Linked DNA regions of Sus scrofa: region 1 is linked to region 2. Evidence: chromatin contacts called from public Hi-C data. All regions are on one chromosome and are shown on one strand. Each heading gives the region's core, a stretch centred on a gene start, on an enhancer-like site or on the middle of the called end of the contact. The rest is flanking DNA. Distances are from core to core; before and after follow the strand shown. Region 1 holds the start of LOC110261756 (microtubule-associated protein tau-like). Region 2 has its middle 610 kb from the start of ARRDC4.

Region 1 (4,358 bases), core at 103-2,602, 780 kb before region 2:
CTTTCTCTTTCACCATCATATCCAGAATGCAATCTTTGAAGCTATCAATACCCGCTGCCTCCAATACCTCTGGAGTTTTAATCTTAATTATATTATTAAGCGAAGTACTGTGCTGTCAGGGGATTGAACATGATTTATGACGTCTGCCTATTAAAGGATCGATTGTGAATATCGCTACTATCATCTATCAATAGTCTTAGGCCGGGGGTATTTCTCGCTCCACGGTGGTTATTTGTAATACCGAAATGATAGACTGCAGGATCAGACTATTTATTCTTCACAGGACTAGCTTTCCAGGTGCGGCGGGGAGTCAGCGTGGAGAGACAGGAAACTCCGCACGGCCCACCACATCTCGCACCCGGAGAGAGTTTTAAGTTTTGTTTTGTTTTGTTTTAATGTTAAAACCAGTGAATTCTCCCTGGGGTCTAGTAGCAGGAAAGCTAGAGTCGTTGTTTTGGGGAAAAAAGTAACCTGTGCAGGTCGATATCAGAAGCGAGCGTTTCCTGTCTGCCAGGTGATACGCAATGAGACTAGAAGCAAAAATCCAGCGAGGGGACCCCTTTATAGAGGGTGACTGGATGGGGGCTTAGTGGGGAGGGCTGGGGGCGGACTGAATTTTTTGAAGCAGATACCCGTGCCGTGCCTAAGCCCTTGGACTTGGAGGTGTTCAATTTCTGGGATCAATCAGGGCTTTCTACTCGGAGCCACCCCTACAAGGACACTTCCACCTGCTCCCGCCTGCTCCACATAGGTGGAGGCGGGTGCGAAACGCGCAGCGGCTGAGCCTGGAGGAGCGGGGCGCGGAGGCCTTTTGTCTCCAGACAGAGCGCAGTGCCTGCTTTTTTCCACCCTCGCGGGGCAAGGCACGGGGTCATCGGCGAGTCTCAGACCCTGCTTTAGGGGGATGGGAGGGAGAGACTGAGCTTGGAGGAAAACTCCCGCTCGCGAGAGTGGCCTCCGAATGGAGGCTGGAACACCCCAGCGGGGTGGGGCGTGGAAGCAGCCCGAACGCGGCCAGAGGGTGGTTGGGCCTGAGCCCCGCTCCTGCCCTTGGCGAGCACCGGAACGCGAGGGCTGCGGAGGCCCTGGAGCCCTCCTGCACCATGAAGGAGGCTCACCTCGTCTGGAGCCCCGCCGCCGCCGCGCCCTGGGCCTGAGCGGGAGGAGCCGCGGGACGCCGGGCCTCGGGCCTCCGAGCATAGAGAGCTTGCCTCTCGCCCAAGCCTGACCTCAGCGGCCCTCATAGCCCTGTTCAATTGCCTCTGGATTTCCAGCGCGAAGAAATGGCAGCATCATTGGAACCTGTTGGTCTTCCTTCTCCCAGGCTAGAGACCTGGGGCCCACACAGTGCATGGCCACACAGGGCAGGTTGGATGTGGGCGGAGGACCACAGGCGAGGAAGCAGGATGCCTGCTCCAGGCCCGGCTGCCCGCAGCGACCCCACCACCTCTCCAGGCAGAAAACGCGTCGTGGGGTAAAAACCTGTATCCCCAGCCATGTGATCCCACCTAGCTGGCTGCCCCTTGCAGCCCTGCCCGCTCGGAGGCCTACCCTTGGCCATGACGCCTTGTCCTCCGGTTTGGAGACCCCCCAGGGGGATGGATACGATACCTGGTACATAGAAGCACTCAATAAATGTTAGCCATGCTTCTTGTCATTATGAGGCACATCTGGTTTTCTCCCTGAGCATCTCCTCATACACATTTGTTCCAGACCAACCCTGTGCTGGGTCCCCAAGCCCTCAATTCCTGCCTAGGTGCCTACCAGCTGCCTCTGACCCCTCTGAGCCTAGGAGCCACAGCCCTCCACCCCTAATATGCCATAATCTGAGGCCCTTGCCATTTCTCCCCCAGCGTGTAGTCCAGGCCTGGACCACCAGGAGCAGAAGACCTGGAGGCCTGATGCAAAATCCCTAATGCCTCAGGTTAGCATCAGGGGAAAGGAATTTCTGTTAAATAAGAACTTCCTGTTTCATTAAAAGAAAAGAAAAGAAAAGAAAGAAAGAAAGAAAGAAAGAAAGAAAGAAAGAAAGAAAGAAAGAAACCCTTCAGTGTGGTGTGGGTGGAGTGGGGGGAGCAGGGACAGGCTGAGACAGGAGGAGCAATAGTAGCTGAGTCAGGAGCATCAGAATGACACCTTTTTCTTCCAGAAACAATTTCTTGGGTAAGCTTTTAATCGGCCCGGGCCAAGGGGAACGAATCGTCAGAGACAAGCCACTAAATATACCTAGGACGTCTTGAGGCCAGATTTTATTTTACGATCTCAAATAAATATAACCCTGCCTTTCCAATTCTTCTTCTTATCAATAATACTAATAATATTGTTGTCGTTATTATTTTGCCAACGATATTTCAGCTCCAGACTGCCTCTGGAGCCACAGCAGGAGCCACGCCCAGGACAGCGATCACCTGCTGCGCTGTGGCTGGGACTTCGCCCCCTCTTCGTCCCTTCCCTCCTCCCCACAACCCCCAAGGCCGATGCATGTTCTTAAATGTGGACCCCTTTAAAAATGACAAATGTCTTGTCAATACAGACCATCCATCCCCTCTTGCTTTCTAATCATTTTTTTTCGGCGAGAGGAGGGACCCAGGCTCAGGCCCAGCGGCGCGTGTCACGCGGCCTGCATTGTACCGTAATCGCCAAAACCTTGGCCTAATTTGCAGCTAATAGATCTTGAGCGAGGGAGTCGGAAAGAAATCAGTGGCCTAGGAACTAGATTTAAGCTTTGGGGGGATAAGAAATTAAGGAACTGGAAGGAGGATGTGATTCATATTATTCTCTCTCCCTCCTCTCCTCCCACGTCTCCCGGATCGGCCTTTGGGGACGCGGACCTTAGCTCTCGGCAGCCTGTGTCCCTACCGCTGCTCGCTTCCCTGGATCGGGACGACTGTGCGTCTGAGGCGCCCTTCGGCGCGCTCAGACCCCGCGCCCTCCGCCTGGCTTCTCCCCAGCCCCCGGGAGGAGGCGCTGGTGCCCGGGTCGGGCCTCTGGTCCCTCCCAGCCGGCGTCCCGGAGCCCCCATTCACAATTCACAAAGCTCCGCTTGGAGGACGGACACACACACACACACACACACACACACACGCACGCACGCACACATTGCGAAGAGGGGAGCTTGATCTTGTCTCATTGGCGTCTCGGGCCTGAAAGGAAAATCGTTTGGGTAAACAGCCAAGCTTCCAGGCTTAACGTCGGCTCCCGCCCCTGCCCCTCCACCCCCTCCGCCTCCCCCACTCCCCTTCCACCCCACCCGCCACCCACACTCGGCTCCGCAGCCGGGCCCCGAGCGAGCTCCGCGCAGCCGGCCGGGAGCCCAGGGCCCCCAGGTTCAAAGGGCCGCGGCCCGGAGGGGAAGCCCTACTCGCTGTGCCCCGGGGGGCAGAAGCGGACTGCAGGGCGGTGGGACCGGCCCGGGCCACGGTAGGAACCGCGAAACCTCCCGCTTCCCTAAGTAGAGCTGGTCCCGGGGGAGGGCGCCGGGGAGTTCGGAGCCCGGAGGGACCTTTCCGCCAAGATCGAGAGGAGGCCGAGCCCGGGCCACAGGCTTTCCCAGGCGGGCACCCCGGGGCCCTGCAGGCTGTGCCAGGCAGGTGTGCAAGTGTGTGCATGACCGCAGGCGGGGGCGTTGAGCCTCTGCAGGCCGCGGGGCGCTCCGCACACCCCAGAGTGATTACTGGGTCCCCACCTCCCTCCTAGCGGGGCGGCTCCTGGAAAAGCCTTTAATCTGATATTAAGCATTTTCCGAAGTTTGATTTTTTGCAAAGGAGAGTTCTTCACTTAACTGACTGTAAACGTAATAGTTATTAACATGAAAAAAAAAAAGCCTTTGTGTTGTGTTGTCTAAAAGGATATTGCTTTCTCTCTAGCTCACACTCTCAAGCTTGGTAAGAACCTTGAAATCCGAAAATATCCTGATTAGATTATTAGGCCTGATTATATGGTGACCCTCCCTTCCTCTAATGAAATCCCTCTCTCTTCTCCCTTCTGTCTCCCTCTCTTGTCCTCTCTCTCTCTCTCTCTCTTCTTCTCCCAGTCTCAATCTCCCTCTAATCCAGGAGTCATTAGCAACACCCTCTGGCTACATGTTTTGCATCAGTGAAACATTGTGACATAGTTGTAATACAAACTCTGCCGCCTTGCACTGCATCTTGCGGTAGAAAGTGTAATAGCAATAAAAATCATTTTTAATCTCAGGCATTATTCGGTGGAAAAAAACTCAAAAAAATCTGAATGTGAGAAGTGGAGGGGATAGAGGAGAGAGAAAGGAAAGGAGAGAAGAGAAGGAGGGGAGGGAGGGAGAGAAGGAGAGAAACTTTTCCAATTTAGAGACTTTTCAAAACTATAGGTATGCAGATTCA
Region 2 (4,980 bases), core at 1,811-4,310:
TTTATGTATAGTTGATTTACAATGTTGTGTTTGTTTCAAGAGTACAGCAAAATAATTCCATTATACATACGTATGTATCTATTTTGTTTGGCTGTACTTGCATTATGTGGAACTCTAACTACTTCTATTCTGGTGATTCAAGCAAATGCAATAAGGAAAAGAGGATATCCTGCAGTGGCACTGTGGGTTAAGAGTCTTACTGTAGCAGATTGGATCACTGCAGAAGTGGGGTTCGATTCCCGGTCTGGCACAGTGGGTTAAAGGATCTAGTGTTGCTGTAGGTACAGGGTAGGCTGAAGGTGAGGCTCAGATTCAATCCCTAGCCCAGGAACTTACATATTATGCCATCGGTGTGGCCTTAAAACAAAGGAAAAAAAGAAAAGGGAAAAAGTAAATAGACATAGAGTTTGGAAAAGGTAAATAAAACTGTCATTATTTGTATATAGGATATCAGGAATTCACCCCAAACTATCAGAACTAATAAACAAAAGAAATCAAAGTTTAGAAATAAATTTGTTTAAAACACTTCAAGATTTGTATGTAAAAATACATTGCTGAGAGGCATTTTAAAAGATTTAAATAAATAAATATATGTTCAATACCCATAGATCAAAAAACATTTTTTTTTTTAAGAGCAGTTTTATCCAAAGTCAACAAACAATTCAAGGTAATCCTACAGATCACTTTGTAGAATTTGACTAGTCAATTCTAAAATTTATATGAGGGTGTTCCCATCATGGCTCAGTGGTTAACAAACCCAACTAGGATCTATGAGGATGTAGGTTCGATCCCTTGCCTCGCTCAGTGGGTTAAGGATCTGGCATTGCCGTGAGCTGTGGTGTAGGTCGCAGACGCAGGCAGGATCTGACAGTTGCTGTGGCTGTGGTGTAGGCTGGTGTCTACAGCTCTGATTCGACCCCTAGCCTGGGAACCTCCATATGCTGCAGGTGGGGCTGTAAAAAGAAAAAGAAAAGAAAAAAGAAATAAGTGACAGTGAAAAGTGCTTAGAATATCCAAAAGAGTTTTGAAAAAGATACAGTTGGAGGAGTTACACTACCTTTACTAGTCTTCTTTTTTTGCTATAAAATAAATTATTATAAACTTAGTAGCTTAAAACAAAAGGCATTTAAGACCTCTCAGCTCTGTACATTGGAAGTCCAGTATGAAATGGCTGAATTCTCTGGTCAATGTCTCTTAAGGCTGAAATCCAGGTGTCCTGCAGTTTTTAATCTCAAATGGATTTCAGAGTCATTCCAGTTGTTCACAACTATACCTCTTTGTTCTCAAATGCGTCTTCTCTTCAAAGCTTATTCCTATTCTTGGAAATAATATTTTTTTGGAAAAATTCCCCTTCCTCCTGCTGTAGAACCAAAGTGCCTGTCACCATGTTGACTGTCAGTCACAGGCTGTTTTGCATGTTTAGAATCCACCTGCATTTCTTGTCTCATAGCTTTATTTACACTTTAGAAGTAATACTGTGCTGCATCTTTTTCACATGTGAAATCTTTCTCAGATGTTTTCTTTTTCTATCTGCTAGAGAAACCTCTGTGCTCTTAAAACACTAAGCAAGTAGATTAAGCTTAGCCTTTTGAATAATTCAAAGTCAACTGATTAGGTAATGACATATACAAAGTCACTTTGCCATGTAATAGAATATAATCAAGGTATTACATATTATCATATTCAACAGTCCCAAGGATTAGGATAGGAAAAACTGAAGGCTATTTTATGATTCTGTCTACCACATTATCTGATAAAAAGACTACTATAAAGGCAGAATAATCAATATAATGTTCATTATTCAATTATAAGCATTTAGATTATTGGGACAGGTTTGAAATTCCATAAGTAAACCTTTGTATTTATTTTTGACCAAGGTGTCCAGGTCTTTTAACCAAGAAAGGATAACTTTTTCATAAACCGGCTCTAGGCCAAGTATACATAAGGAATATACTTGACTTCTACCTTAAACCATACACAAAAACTACTCAAAATGGATCAGTCTTAAAGGGAAAAGGTAAACAATAAAACTTCTAAATTTAAAACTTTTTTCAAAATATACTCTTGCTCATCAATTACACACAAAGTTGTTAGATATTAAAATCTTGATAGATAGAAGACTAATTGCATAAATTGAACTTAGTAGAAATTCAAAAGTTTGACTTTTTTCTTTTTAGGGCCACACACATGGTCATATGGAGAGTCCCAGGCTAGGGATATATGGGAGCTATAGCTGCCAGCCTATGCCGAAGCCACAGCCACACCAGATCTGAGCCGTGTCTGTGAGCTATCCCTCAGCTCATGGCAAAGCCAGATCCATAACTCACTGAGCGAGGCCAGGGATTGAACCTGCATCCTCACGGATGCTAGTCAGATTCATTTCCACTGAGCCACGAGGGGAACTCCCAGAAGTTCTACTTTAAAAGACACTACTAAGAGAATGAAGAAGAAAAAACATAGCCTAAAGAAAACATTTTTTATTAACTTATTATTATTTTTTATTATTATTATTATTTTGCTGCTTATATGGCATATGAAAGTTTCTGAGCGAGGTACTGTGCCACACCTATGGCAATGCTGGATCCTTAATCCCCTGCATCAGTCTCCAAAGGGATCAAACAGGTTCCTCCCCAGAGACAAGCTGGATCATTAGCTCACTGCACCACAGTGGGAACTCCAGAAAACATTTTAAAATCATACGTCATATACACACACATACACACACCCAGCTCAGCAGGATGGAGCTGAAGAGCGAACGGGTGCTGTGAAACTTAAGGAAAAAAACTAACATAAAACAAAACACAGAGACATTTATCTTAAGTAAAGGTGGGAACGGGGGACTCAAGGTCTCAGGGACCAAGAGCCCTGCCTCAAGAAACTCTTTAGGATTATGTCAAGTGAGGAGGGGGCTTTAGGTGGAGGATATAGGGGTTTTTTATTATTATTATTTTATAAGTTCTTTTATTATTTTAAAAGTCACATAGCTGATAGATGGTTAAGCTTTTACTCTGACCTTTAGGCATTTAACAATCATTAGCATTTGAATTAGCTACCCATGCATAGCATTTCAGAGAATCCTCACTGTGCTTCAGCAAAAGGCATGCCTATTTGCAGCAACCTAGGTTGCCTAGGTTTGCACCTTGGTTCTCTTTGCTAATGCATATTCTGCTAAGGACTGCTCATAAACCACTTGGCCATGAGGTTCCTCTTTCTCTTATTCTTTAGAGGACATATCATGCTTGTGCAAATGGCGTGCCAATCTGCACAGGTCCAGCGTGCCTAGACAAAGGCATTATGTCCTCACTCAGCTGACCCTATGAATAACTTATGCCTTAGGTCTTTGTTCTTAAGCCTAAATCCTTTACCATCACTGTGACTGTTTTTCAAGCAGGAAGATGGGGTAAAGTAAAGCAGGACAAGTTTTCAGCAAAGAGGCTAAGAAAATATTGTAGAAACATGTCTCACGACATATATATATATATATATATATGGTTTGAATCATACATCTAATAAAGAAAAACATGGACCCAAAATATATTAAAGAACTCTTACAACTCAATAATGAGATAAACTCTAAATTTAAAAATGATCTAAGATTTCACCAAAAGTTTCACCAAAGAGCTAATGAACTCATGAAAATATACTCCACATCATGAATAATTAGGGAAATACACATTTAAATCACAAGATACGACTGTATACTCACTGGAATCATTATAATAAAAAAGTAACATAGTAACAAGGGATGGTGAGAATGTTGAGAAACTGGAATCCTTATATGTTGCTGATGGAAATGTAAAATGTCTGGGCTACTTTTGAAAACTGTTCCGCAGTTTCTTAACAAGTTCCACATAGATTAACCTTATAATTGAGAAATTAAGCTCCTAGATATCTACCCAAATAAATGAAAACCTATATCCCCATGATGACACACATGCAGATACTTATAGCAGCATAATCATAAAGCCAAGAAACCGAGAAGACATACTCGAAGAATGTTATTATTATAGTTGATTTACAATGTTGTGCCAATTTCTGCTGTTTAGCAAAGTGACCCAGTCACACACACACACACACACACACACATATTCATTTCTCATATTATTTTTTAAGGACATAGTGAGTGGAGAGGACGAGGCATATTTGGGGCATGCGTATTGATTGCAATCCTTAGACTAGATAGTGAGGTTAACATTTTATAATAGGATTAAGAAAAATATGTAATTAATTCATAATTATTGGTTGACAACTTTGCAGATGCCAAGCTCAGTACTTTCTACTTAGGGCTGAGTTAATAAGCATAAACTCTCATAAATAACCTGTGTGTGTGTGTATATATATATATATATATATATATATACACATATATATATAATACCTGTATACTCTTAGCTGATGAAATGTGGTATCTGCTTATGCATAATAATAAGAATTAGATAAATTTTACTATTAAACATTTGCCATGTGTCCTGAGTTTAGTAGTTTATATACATTCATTTGCTTAGTTTTTGCAAGCCTAGATAAGCAAGGCCTTATTATTATTATTGGCATATTGCAAAGGAGAAAAAAAAAGAGACCAAAAGTAGTAAATTACTTTCCCAAGGTTACCCTAGAGTGTATGATAAAAGAGCTCATATACTACTAGGACCCACCTCTTAGCTATAAATGTACCTCTACCAGGGCAACAATCAGTCAGTTTCTGCTTTTGCTTTCGTAGCTTATATAGTAGACCTGGGCATGTCCAATACAGCAGCTCCCAGCCAAGTGTAACTACTGAGCACTAGAAATATAGCTAGTTCAAAGTGACATGTGCTGTGAATGTTAAATACACAAAGTTTTGAAGACTTAGAATAAAAAAGGAGTTAAAAGTGGCTCTATCATTACACTTTAAGAGATTACTTCTTCAAATTATAAAGTACATATCTGATTAAATATATTCTTAAAATTGATTTTACCTGCCTCTACTTTTATCTACTAGAA

The links. A called contact is a pair of places that touch in the nucleus more often than the background predicts.
Region 1: a Hi-C map of epiblast stem cells shows a contact between it and region 2, with 2.2 times the contacts expected there. The contact joins the promoter of LOC110261756 here to the enhancer-like site in region 2. A contact is called at or near these places in 8 of 47 Hi-C or Micro-C datasets (embryonic fibroblasts, epiblast stem cells, fetal heart ventricle and 4 more) and 1 of 2 datasets of contacts at active chromatin or transcription factors (skeletal muscle).

The regions. Positions count from the first base shown.
Region 1 is chr7:83,060,791-83,065,148 of Sscrofa11.1, reverse strand. It overlaps LOC110261756 (microtubule-associated protein tau-like), which reads left to right and starts at 1,352. Exons shown (of 4, transcript XM_021100068.1): 1 at 1,352-1,577; 2 at 2,901-3,420. The coding sequence starts at 1,352.
Region 2 is chr7:82,280,506-82,285,485 of Sscrofa11.1, reverse strand. No RefSeq gene overlaps it. Among named protein-coding and RNA genes, the nearest start is that of ARRDC4, 610 kb to the right of the region's middle. Within about 2 kb of position 3,060, at least 2 of the 83 cell types and tissues checked have an H3K27ac peak or open chromatin away from gene starts, as enhancers often do. A contact at or near this core is called in epiblast stem cells, where this site is marked.